Regions from separate parts of the Mus musculus genome. Here region 1 is linked to region 2. A link is a contact called in public HiChIP or PLAC-seq data. All regions are on one chromosome and are shown on one strand. The core of a region is the stretch at or near the end of the contact, and the rest is flanking DNA. Distances in the headings are between cores, read along the strand shown. Region 1 overlaps Frmd4b (FERM domain containing 4B). Region 2 overlaps Lrig1 (leucine-rich repeats and immunoglobulin-like domains 1).

The links. HiChIP or PLAC-seq counts read pairs in DNA pulled down with a chosen protein or histone mark.
Region 1: a contact with region 2 is called in an H3K27ac HiChIP or PLAC-seq map of regulatory T cell precursor, with 18 times the contacts expected there. The contact joins two enhancer-like sites. A contact is called at or near these places in 1 of 484 Hi-C or Micro-C datasets (Th1 cells) and 2 of 115 datasets of contacts at active chromatin or transcription factors (regulatory T cell precursor and thymic regulatory T cells).

Annotation. Positions count from the first base shown.
Region 1 is chr6:97,290,132-97,295,790 of GRCm38.p6, forward strand. Frmd4b (FERM domain containing 4B) reads right to left here. Exons shown (of 23, transcript NM_001346637.1): 21 at 5,445-5,659; 22 at 2,232-2,364. Among named protein-coding and RNA genes, the nearest start is that of Gm32191, 40 kb to the left of the region's middle. Within about 2 kb of position 4,065, at least 90 of the 459 cell types and tissues checked have an H3K27ac peak or open chromatin away from gene starts, as enhancers often do. A contact at or near this core is called in Th1 cells, regulatory T cell precursor and thymic regulatory T cells, where this site is marked.
Region 2 is chr6:94,658,340-94,664,152 of GRCm38.p6, forward strand. Lrig1 (leucine-rich repeats and immunoglobulin-like domains 1) reads right to left here. Exons shown (of 19, transcript NM_008377.2): 2 at 5,588-5,659. Among named protein-coding and RNA genes, the nearest start is that of Lrig1, 39 kb to the right of the region's middle. Within about 2 kb of position 3,157, at least 27 of the 459 cell types and tissues checked have an H3K27ac peak or open chromatin away from gene starts, as enhancers often do. A contact at or near this core is called in Th1 cells, regulatory T cell precursor and thymic regulatory T cells, where this site is marked.

The sequences.
Region 1 (5,659 bases), core at 2,815-5,314, 2.6 Mb after region 2:
CAAATTTGCAGCAATCCTCCTGCCTTAGCTTCTCAAGAGCATGAACCACCACAGCAGCTTTAAAAACATGTTTACATTTAAAAATGCATCATGTAGTCTTAAGGCAAATTTATGAAACTTTATGAATGGTTATTGTTGTGTTTGGTTTATTAAATTGAATTAAATTAAAAAATCAGATTGTATCATAGTTTTGTTTTTTTTTAAATCCTACATAGGGCAGGTTGAAATATGTGCTTCTATTATTTCTGTGCCATAAATGTTGTCATTCATCTGAAAAGCAGGAACTTACAAAACACACTTTTAGCTAGGCGGTGGGCTTGCTTTTAATCCCAGCACTCAGGAGACAGAGACAGGTGGATCTCTGAATTCAAGACCAGCCTGGTCTACAAATTAAGTTTCAGGGCAGCCAGGGCTACACAGAGAAACCACGTCTTGAAAAAAAAATCCAAACCACCCAAAAAAGTTTAACTACATAGGAATGTATTTATATGATATCAAAATTTTGAGAATGAGATGTATAATTTTATACATAATATAAGATGCAAAACTGTATTTACTATATCATTATGATCATGTTAGAATGGACAGAGAGAAATGGAGAAATGTGTCAAATGTTAGTATTCCTGTCTCTGGTTGGTGAGATTACAGCTCCATTGTTATCTTTCTAGTTCTTTATTATTTCCCTTATGTTCTCCACAATGAGGGCCTGTGAGTGTGAACACCCACCCACACCACAATGGAGCTTTAAATAGCTTCCAATTTCCTGCACACTATGTCCCCTTTGACACAGCTCCTCTATTCAGTCATCTTGGTCTTACTGAAATACATAAGCAGACTTGGTAAAAAAAAAAAAAGTTTTCTTCTCAGAATGTTTAGCAGTTCCTGGATTCAATGAACGCAGTGTTAAAAGATATCGGAACCACTTGTGCACTGACTCTGCAGAACGGAGGGAAACATTGTCCAATTACGGAAAATATCTGCAAATATATTAGCTGTGTTGAAAGGGTTCAGATCAGACTTGGGGCCATGAATTTTGGATCCTGCTGCAAACTCATTTTTAAGCATTATTTATACAAGTCCCAGCCCGCTGACGCCCTGTGAAGTACAGTTTCACCAAAAGTCTATTTTGAGCACACCCTTTGTTGGGTTGAGACAATTGGCTTAATATTTCAAGCCAAGAAAAACGCCATGGAATGTGGGGAAGAAAAACAAGGACGGGAGGAGTGAATACTTCCAATTAGCTCGGAACACCAGCTGCCTCCGTGGGGTGCTGCCGACCTGCCCAGTTCAATAGCACAGACACTGTACAGACTGCAGTCTCTACAGCAAGAGCAAGTTTTTAAAAACCCAGAAAATGCGTGTCTTCACAGCACTCTGGGTGAGGGCGGCAGAGATAAGAGGAAGGAGTGAAGCTAACTTCTCCTCCTCCGAAGAGTTCCTTTTAACAGGCCCGAGATGATACGACGACCATTTGCTCCATCCACCTGCCTAGCATCTATGCCAGGGGAGTCACGTGCTCATCGGAAGAAGTCACGTTTCTTTAAAGTCGCACTGTCAAGCACTGTGCCCGTGTGTTCCCTTCGCTGTTTACAAGGAGCTACATCAGAAGACAAACAGGACAGCTGGCTGTGTCCACCGTGTCTTAGTGATCACAAAACACAGCAAGTGGCGAAATCCAACTCAACAACTGTTAGCTGGACTTTGATACAAAGAGCTTGACTGGAGGACAGAGATTGGTTTTGTGTGTGTGTGTGTGTGTGTGTGTGTGTAGGTTTTCTCTTTCCCAGAAAAGACTTAAATGGACATTATCCACAATACAGTTTTAAGCACACCCTTAAAATAGACCAGAAGGAGCAGCCCGGCTTTGAGACTATGACTTTAAAGTGTACAGCTGTAAGAGATAGAGCTGAATTTGGGTGAGCTACATGGAGCTCAGGAAACTTTAGAAGTCAAAAGTATTTTTGGCTTTGCTAGCCATGTCTTATTTGTCACAGCCATTTATCTTTGTCCTCAGAGTGTGAACACACACACACAGCTTACAGGTAGAGTAATGAGCATAGCCACTTTCCAGTGTAACACTATTTACTGAATATGGTGGTAGTTGGGTTGGGCCTGTAGGCTCTTGTTTACCAAATCCCACTTTATGCCTCTTCACCACCAGGCTGCAGTGTAGGAGCCACACGTCCTTCAAAGAGGACCAGGCTCCGAGAACCTGGCCAACACTTTCTCACCTGCTCGGAGAGGACAAGGGATTGTAGATGCTGCCATAGTAGCTGGTGTAGGGAGAATGCACTGGATTTTCATATTCAGATAGCCCAATGGTTAACTGGGTCCTCCAGTTCCCAGAAGCATTTGTGGAAGACACTAGAAATGAGAACAGAAAGAGAGAGAACGTTAGTTGAACTATTCCAAGCTAAATCTGTTCAGGTTGCTTCACACTCCGGTATGTGCAGAGCAGAGAGATGGAAGCCTGGGTTTAGTTTTGTGTTTGCCACTGCTGAGGGGGTGGGTCCAGGCCTTGCCTCTGTTCTACCTCTGAGAACGAGAAACCCCTATCTGAGCCAGAATTGATAATCAGTTCAATTTTCTGGGTTAATAGCCGGCTGAGTGACTTGGGCAAATAGCTCCTCCTTTTGAAGCTTCAGTTTTCTTATTGTGGAGAGGGTAAGTACATTTTCTGTGGTGACAGCACCAGGACTGAAGGTTATGATGAACATAGTTAGCCTAGTGCAGAATAAAGGCTCGCAACATGGTAAGTATTACTATTAACAGGAGTTAGTCCAAAGGGAAGACAGAATTATTTTCAAGAACACCCGTTTTGAAGTAGCCCAGAAGGAAAAGGGAGTGGATTCTCAAAGGGAGAGAACCTTGCCACCTGGGCTTCAGATCCGACCAGATGGTACTTGAGAATCCGTCGAGAGGAATGTGGAGGAAAAGCCTTCAGCCAGGTCACTTGTCAAGACTTGACTGCTGAAGGCAACACTGGCCACTGGTAAGGCAGGGCGTTTTCTATTGTTGACTGAAAAGTGGAGGGTGAAGCTAGCAGGAGGTGGAAGAGGCTAGCTTTGCAGAAGGGTGGATCCAGGAGATGACAAGGGTACAATTTGGAAGCAGAGCCTGATTGAAGGAATGTTACTGGGTGTCACTGGTTATCACTGGGTTTCTGCTCTTCTCTTTGTGGAACCAGTCCTGCCCCATGCCTGGGCTGCACAGGTGACTCGGCAGCTCTGTGTGTGTCTAAGCCTCACAGACAGCCCTGCTCACTGTTCTTCCTGTTCCTCACGTTCTGTCCACTGACCTCTTTCCACACCCACAAGCCACTTGCATTTGCCACTGACAAACTTCACAATGCGTCTTTGGCCACAATGCCACTTGATTTACACTAACAGATGTAGGATGCTCACGGAGGGTTTCCAAGACTGAGCACCGAGGGAAGGGCTCTGAAGCCTGCGGGGGTCATACTGTTAGCCCTGGGATGGAAGCCCTACTTTGTCACCTGCCAGCCTACGGGACTGGCAGTCATTCAAACTCTATCTAAACCAGAGAGAGTCACCTTAACTGTAAAATAAGAATCATAACACACAGCTCTCGCCCTACAGCCCTGCTGCTCCCATTAAAAGGGCACCCTGACACAGAGCTGCCAAGAAAAGGTGGCTATGATCACTCCTGAAACTGAGTCATGACGAAGCCTTCAGGTGGTGCAGAGTCTGACTAACCAGAAACAGGAAATGTAGCTCTCCGTGTGAATGATCGGAGCCTGTAGAAATACATCTCCAAAGCTATAAAGTAGGGGCAGGAACATTCCAGAAGGGATTTCCGGGAGCCTTGATTTCATCCACTTAATTCTTTCTAAAAGATGCTCTTAGCCAGGTGTGGTAGGGCAGGCATGGGAGAGGACTCATGAGTTTGAGGTCAACCCTGGATGCACTGTAAGATCCTATTTAAAAAACGTCAAGGGGGTGGGGGATGGGGTAAGGAGGAATGCTCTTGGTGGTGCAGTCAGCAGAACTGATACCAGGTCTGAACCAGGAAGCAGTAACTCCGTTTTCACCCTTGCCCTAGATACAAAACCAACAGCCAAGACACTCAAGGGTTTTGACTCACACCTGGTTTCCTGTGGGTGTTTCCCCAGCCCTGCGTGCGCACCAAAAGCCATCCACAAGAATTTCCAGACCCCTGTTTGCTCTCATTCTTGGGGAACTCTCTCCAGATGTGACCCGTGAAAGCCTTCCATGCTTCACCCTGAGCTTTGAGGAAGTTCAGGAGGTCCTCTGAGCAGGATAGGTGTCCTCTACATCAGAGCCATAAACCACAAGAAACAGTGATAGACACCTCTTCCTGTGTTAGATGTGGTCATAGGTGGGATAATCCCGGAAGTCCAGGTCGCAGAAATAGTAATAAAATAGAACCCAAGCAGTACTCTCCATGGCAATGTCTCTTGTCAACAATCTTATGAATCACAAAGGAACAGCTCACTCTGACTGTTCCACAGGCTTGGAAATTCCCACCTAGGACCCAGGTTTTTGTGTAGTTTAAGCATTCATGCATTTCTTCAACTCATACATTCCTTTAGTTGCTGATGACACCCTTCAAAGGACCTTGAGGTCCTTCAATACTGACCTAGCACTATGCTGGGCAGACCAGTCCTCAGCTCCTATTTCTCCAAATTACTCAGAACAGGTTAGGGTGTGCAGCAGGTACTCTGCAAATGGGAGCAGAGGGAGTAGCCAGCTCCCCATTTCAGGGTTAGAAAGAGAATGCTTTTGATGATCAAAATTAGCTACCAAAATTCCTGGAGTTTTCAGTAATGACGGTGGGCATGGAATCAGGTTTTCAAGAACCCCAGGCAAACATTGAGCTATGACCCCAGCCTCCCAAATTCCTTACATTAGCAATTCAGTTGAGAACAGTATAGACTGAGATAAGATAAGCAAAGTATGTAGAAAAATACTTGACAAATACCAGTTCTATCGGAATGACTGTAGGCGTTACGCAGGCAGGTGCAGGAATATTCGATCTTTAGATTTATGACATCTTGGCCAGTGGGAAGGGATGTGTGATCCTTACTTAATGCCTTCTGCTGACTTTATGTGTCTCTTTATTCTTTCAAAACATCAAACTCCAGTGATGAGAATACTTTTAAGAGATGTGGCTATCAATATGAGGTGAAGATAGCACAAAGCTGGAGCAAGCACCAAGCCAGGACAACACACAGACTGGGCCCTCATCCTGTGTTTGCCCGGCTCAGATCTACAAATGGCTTCATCAGGCTCTAATGCTCTCTGAAAGCTGTTCAAGTTGGCAGTTCTTATTACGGGTCCACTTAATGACCACCACTCTGAATGACCTCGGGGACCAATTTATGACCCTGGACAGGAGTGGTTTGGGATGGGTTGGGATACATGGTGGCCCCTGGAGTGATGTGCTTCCCCCAGCAGTCTTACCTGAAGAGTAGGAAGATGCTCGACTGCTTGGAGAACAGGGGACCTGCAGCCCTGCAAATCCCAGGCACCTCTGCGATCCCCTGTCTGAGTCAAAGCTCGTCTGTGGGCTGTGCCCCTGATCCTTTTGTCCAGAAGCCCTCTGGTACCAGCCACGCAGGTGCTCAGCAACTAAGGCCTTGTGGATGTTTTTGGTGATGTGCTCAGATTTCACGGCC
Region 2 (5,813 bases), core at 1,907-4,406:
CACACCGAGTGCCCGACCCCAGAACAGAACCTGGGGGAGGGGTGCTTCCCCCTGACCCTGGAGGTCAGTCGGAACGTTCTGATCCTGCAGCTTTCTCTCCAAGCTTCCACTTACAAGTAGCTTGTTAAAGAGAATATTACACGCTGTAATATACACAGCGTCATAAAGGGCAGTTCACAGTACAGCATCATCATTAATTAACTTAGTCAAATTTGGCTTTAACAAACGACATAAAACCTACCTAAGAAGTAATTGTGGGTTACAGTGGGGGGTGGGGAGGGTGCTGTATTAATTTACCAAATGGCTGAAATGGACAGGCAATAAGAATTTCAAACACCCCAGTGAAGACTATGAGAATCCGATGAAAGATAAAGCATGCTTCCTTACGCTTCCGGCCCCACACTTCCTCAGAGGACGCTCCTCTGGCAGCTAGGGGAGACTTGCACATTTCTGTTTCACACAGATTCTTACGTACTACAAACGTTCTTCTGACCAGCAACAGGGTAGCCTTTTGCTGACGTGGGAGGTGAGACCAAGCCACTATGTTCACTCATTTATTTAGCCAGTTGGCTCTTTGTAGACAGAGTGGGTGCTCTGGGCTGTTGGCTGTTTCCTAACAGAGATGGAGCTGCAGTCCATAGGAGTCAGGTTGGAAGTTTGGATGGTCATTTCTTACAAGGAAAAAAAAAAAATCCATTAGCGCTTACAAGCAAACACGGGTTTTATAATCAAGGCTTCAAGGGACTAGAGAATAACACTGGCTAAAGAGTTTCCTTGGTAAGACTATGATATATGCAGCTGGTTAGATAAAATTACTTTAGGATAATATACGATATCTTCCCTTAGAATCCATGAAGGTTTGATCCAAACACCCTGCAAGTACCAGAATCTGCTCAAGACCCTTACAGGAATATATACAGTGCCTGTTTGAGACCTGAATGTGCCCTGTGTTCAATTGTCTCTAGATTACTTAGCATACCTAAGATAATGTAAGTGCTAGGTAAACCATTAATTATACTGTATAGGACATAAAGACAAGGAAAAAAGGACATTTGTGCATTGCAAGCAGATGCATTTTTCAATTATCAATCAGTGGTTGGCTGAATCCACAGATGACAAATCCATGGATATGGAGGTCCAAGTTAATAGTCGCATATGACAAGAAGGGTGAAAGATGAGTGTGTGTCCAGCTCTGTCCAAAGTCTGAGTAACACACCAGTCCTTCAGGAGTACACTCAATTACAATGTCAGAGGCATGTGGTCATACAGCAACAGATTGTTAAAAAACAGAGAGCGATTCTTCTACTCCGTACCAATCAAATGATCCTCAGCATGCCACCTAACCTTGCTGAACCTTAGTCTTCCTCTTTTAAAAAAAAATGTAAATAATACATGTACCAGAGTCATGGGGCTTTGGCAGGATCCAGGAGAAATAAATCTAAAAGTTTAGGCTGTGGATACTTACATGGGAAATACTTATCAGTCAGCACTAATAGCAATAACAGCTATTAGCTATTAACTAACAGCCGCAGTCTATCAAACACTCCTCAGTAGTTCAGTCTTCCTTCACGTCACAGCCATCCCAACCCTCTGCACCTGTTCTTGTGCATGCACACAGCAGGGTGAGAGAAAGAGCAGCAGCATGGACAGAGCAGAGCTGAGCCATAAATACCTGAAGGCAGGGCTCCCTTACCCTCTCCAGGAAGCGTGTAGGGCAGTGGCCCCAGCAAAGCAGCTTAGTAGCAAGCACCCCCAAGCCACCACAGTAATGTGATCCAAGGGCCTTTTCATAGAGGACTGTATAAATAGCCCTCTGATTATAGAGGACTCGGTGTCCAGCACTCCGGGTTAGGGCACTCCCTGATGGGCTTTCCTCAGGGTTGTGAGCAGTGGAGAGCTGTGGCTTGGAAGCAGCTGCACATGTCCTCCAGGAGCCTCCAAAGGGCTTGCTTTCTCTCTCTCTTCCCAACCCACAATGTTATGTGGTTCTAGAGCCTCTAAAATTAAACCACTGCTAAGCCACCACAACTCCTGCACCCGCCTTTGGCTCTGAAGACCGCAAGGTCCGGGAGAACCGACTTGAGCCCAGTTAATTTGGAAGCACTGGTGTGTCAACTGTGGGCTGTGTTGTGTTGTTTTGTTTTGGTTTGGTTTGGTTTTTTCCCCTTCCATATTCTTACCTAGTTTCCACCACTCACTGCTGGTACCTCTTTGAGTCACCAGGATTTACCAGAATTCTCTAAGGGAAAGTCCTGGGTCTCCACCACTGAGAAGTTCATTTTGCTGCCCTGGGCATGATGAATTCAACTTATGATCCACAGAGGTAGGAGGCAGTCAGCAGTGGCAAGCAGTCCGCTCTGTCAGCCTCAAGGATGTGTTTCTAAACAACGCACTCAGGATGGGAGCTGCAGGTTCCAAAAGCAGGAAGGAGTCACACATGCACATCAGGCACTGACCATGGGTCACTCTGTCCATGTCACAGAAAGGGAAAGGGACACTGAAGAGCCAAGTCACTTGTGCAGGAACAGATCCAGAACTAGAATCTCAAATCTAGCACTCTTGCTACCAGAACAACCATTTTCCCACCGGGAGGCCTTGCAGTCACAGAGAACAGGGCGGTCTGTGGTACACGGGGGGCCCCTTCCTAGCTATGGTATGATGGAGATTCTGGGGGTGAGGGGTGAGGGGGAGGGGGTAGGTCAAAGGAGTAAAACCACATGGAAGCAGAAAGCTCACGAGCAAGGTACAGATATGTAGGGAAAATAAAGAACGAGCTTACAATATGTCTGAAAGGCAGGACACTGAATCTATTACCAGAATTTAAGATAAAGGTCAAAATGAATGTGAAACACATAATGAACGAACTCAAAAGTCCGAGACAAGATAGATCAAAAACAGCGTGGTCAAGCCAGTCTGGAGCTGAGATGGAAGGGAAAACACCAGCAACACTGATTCAGACTTTCCATGTTTTGCTCACTGTACACTTTCTAAAATATTCTTCGTCTTGACTTTTTAAATGTGACGTCAAAATATCCATTATCGTGGCTGGTAAGCTTTGGCACCCTTGTGACATCAGTGCCTAAGGACAGGCCTTCTCTTGCCTCATCCTAGTCACAGACCTATTTTTGTAGCTCGCTTGGCTCAGAAGAGCACCTGGCACAAAGCAGACACTCAAGTAAGTATAAACGGAAGTCTGTGATGTCACAGGAAATGGCATAATTCTAATCTCTTCCAATAATAATCTCTGAGAATGACAAGAGAATTTGAACGTAGGATAACCGCAAGAGTCAACACCATCCTGTACCAAAGCAAAGCACAGCAAAGCCCTGGGTTATAAAGTCAACGGGCTCCTGGTAGACTAAGCTTACCAACTTAGAAAACTATGACTGACTGAACTGTGTCCCCTTCCTCAAATCAGTATTGAAGGACAAAGCTCCAGGACGTCAGAGTATAGATGTTTACAGACAAGCCTTTAAAGACTCAGGAGGCTGAGGCTGCAGCTTGGTGTGGACTGTTTGGCTTGCATGGTCCAGGCTCTGCAATTAATCTCTAGCACAGGGGTAGGAGATGTCACTAAGGTTAAGTGAGATCCACATGGGTGGATCCTGAGTGATGTGACCGGTATCTGTACAAAAGGAAATCAGGATGCATCACGAGAACCAGAGATTCCATGAACACAGAGGAAAGACCAAGAGAAGACACAGTAAGTTGCAACCGCCTGCAAGCTAAGGAGAGGGCGCGCAGGTGAAGCCAGCCCTACAGCCTTCTAGCTCCCCACCAGGAGGAGTCAGCCTCTGCTAATGAAGCCAGCGGTCTACGGGATCTGTTACTGAAGCCTTGGCCGCCTTCACATTTTCATCCTCCCACACCCGTCTCACTGACCTCATGGGCAAATGAAGGCACAACACAAGGCATTTCCAACTCTGGGATTTAACCCTGGAAGTCTATGCTTTGAAAAAAAGACATAAAGGCCATAAAATCTGGCCATGAGGATAGGGAATGCAGCTATTTTGCAAACTATATCAGTAAGTAAAATTAAGGTTTCATTAGATATACCGCTACAATGGAACAAAGACTAGCCACCAAAGACTTTCCTCAACTGCCTGGAGTAAAAATGTGTAGAGAACTTAATGAGTTGCTAAAATGCTATAACACAACTTGATAATGATTTATAGTAATTTTATATAAATATTCATAAAAGAGCATAGAGCACATTGGAAGGCCTGGAGGGTTGGAGGGGCATGACAGGATGGAAAGATCAAGTGGGGAGGGGGAGCAGAAGTGGGGTTGAAGGAAGAAATGTAGAGAGAGACAGCCAGAAGTGAGGGGCACTGGCGAGGGAGTATGGGAACCAGTGCAGCAGAAACTTCCTAAGATAGATGAAAGTAATCCTAATGAAGTCTCTAAATAATGTGGGAAAATTTTAATTTATACAACAAAATATTTTTAACTGTGAGAAGTATTGGGCAAGCCAGATATAAATCCATAAATACCTATATTTCCAAGCACTTGGGAGGCTAAGGCAAAAGAATTATGAATTTCAGACCAACCTGGGCTTACAGCAAGACTGTCTTGGGAAAAAAAATACAAGGAAAAAGAACTATAATATACATTAGATTCTAAACCTATATGCATTTATGTGTGTAGTTTACAGCAAGTAATCACGAGAGCTTTGCACAACTTACATGAAATTTCTGTAAACTTGCTGTGGGGCTAAAATTCTTGATAATCCCAATGGATGTACCAAAGCATAAATCTTTATAATATACAGAATGTCTAGGGCCTGCATTAAAGGATGCTCAAGAGGTAGCAAGCCTGGTGCTCAGTGACAGTGATGCTTGGTTTGCTAGACGGGACAGGGAAGAGGAGCCTCTATTGCCCATGCTTCTTGCCAGGTTTGTGGAAACTGCAAGTGGTGGGCTAGCACCAGGTACCACCACTGACTACACTATTATACCTCTATGGCACCTGTGAGAATGCACTGGCACAGAAGTGTTCCCCAATCAGTCAACAGGACCTTCCATCAAAGGACACTCTCTTATACTCCCATTGGGCAACCAGGATTTCCAATAATACTACACCTACTGCACTGTAGCATGCCCTTCATAGAAAACGGGGCCTACAGCAAAGGGAAAGGAATTTAACATGGCACCCCTTTATCTATGAGGGCTCCACTCCTCAACCTCCATGGGTACCTGAAATTCTATATATAGTCCTTTTCCATACAAAAGTCAACCATAGAAAGAGATTGACAATAATTTAAGGAACACTTATATTATAAAATTTATGCGAATTTGATCTCTTACACAAAACCTTACTGTATTTTCATTTTCTCACTTAAAGGAACCACTTCAGAGCTTCTTTTTGGCATATCCTATTGTCATATCACTAACCCTGTGTTTTGGGACCATTACTCGGGAAATTGGCATTACGTGAACACAAGCATCCATCTATGGCTGACCATATGCAAATGTTCCTTCCTATAAGTTGAGACCAGCCACCCGGGAGAGTGAGAACAGTATAATAGAATAAGATTTCCCCCAGATCGTTCTTGCCCTCCACCCCTATGGCTTTAGGGGACACTCACACTTCCTGCAGATTCGTCAAGTCCTCAAAAGCAGCAGAGTCGATCTCGGAGAGTCTGTTATAACTCAGGTTTCTGGTAGAAGAGAAAGTGAAAAGTACGAAATTAATAGTTGACATTTCATCAAAGACTAAGAAACCTTTCCCCACTCACCAAGTCCCTCAAAGAGAAACCTCCACCCTCTGCCTAGTGACCTTTCCCTCCTGTGTCCTGTTTTAGTAACAGACAC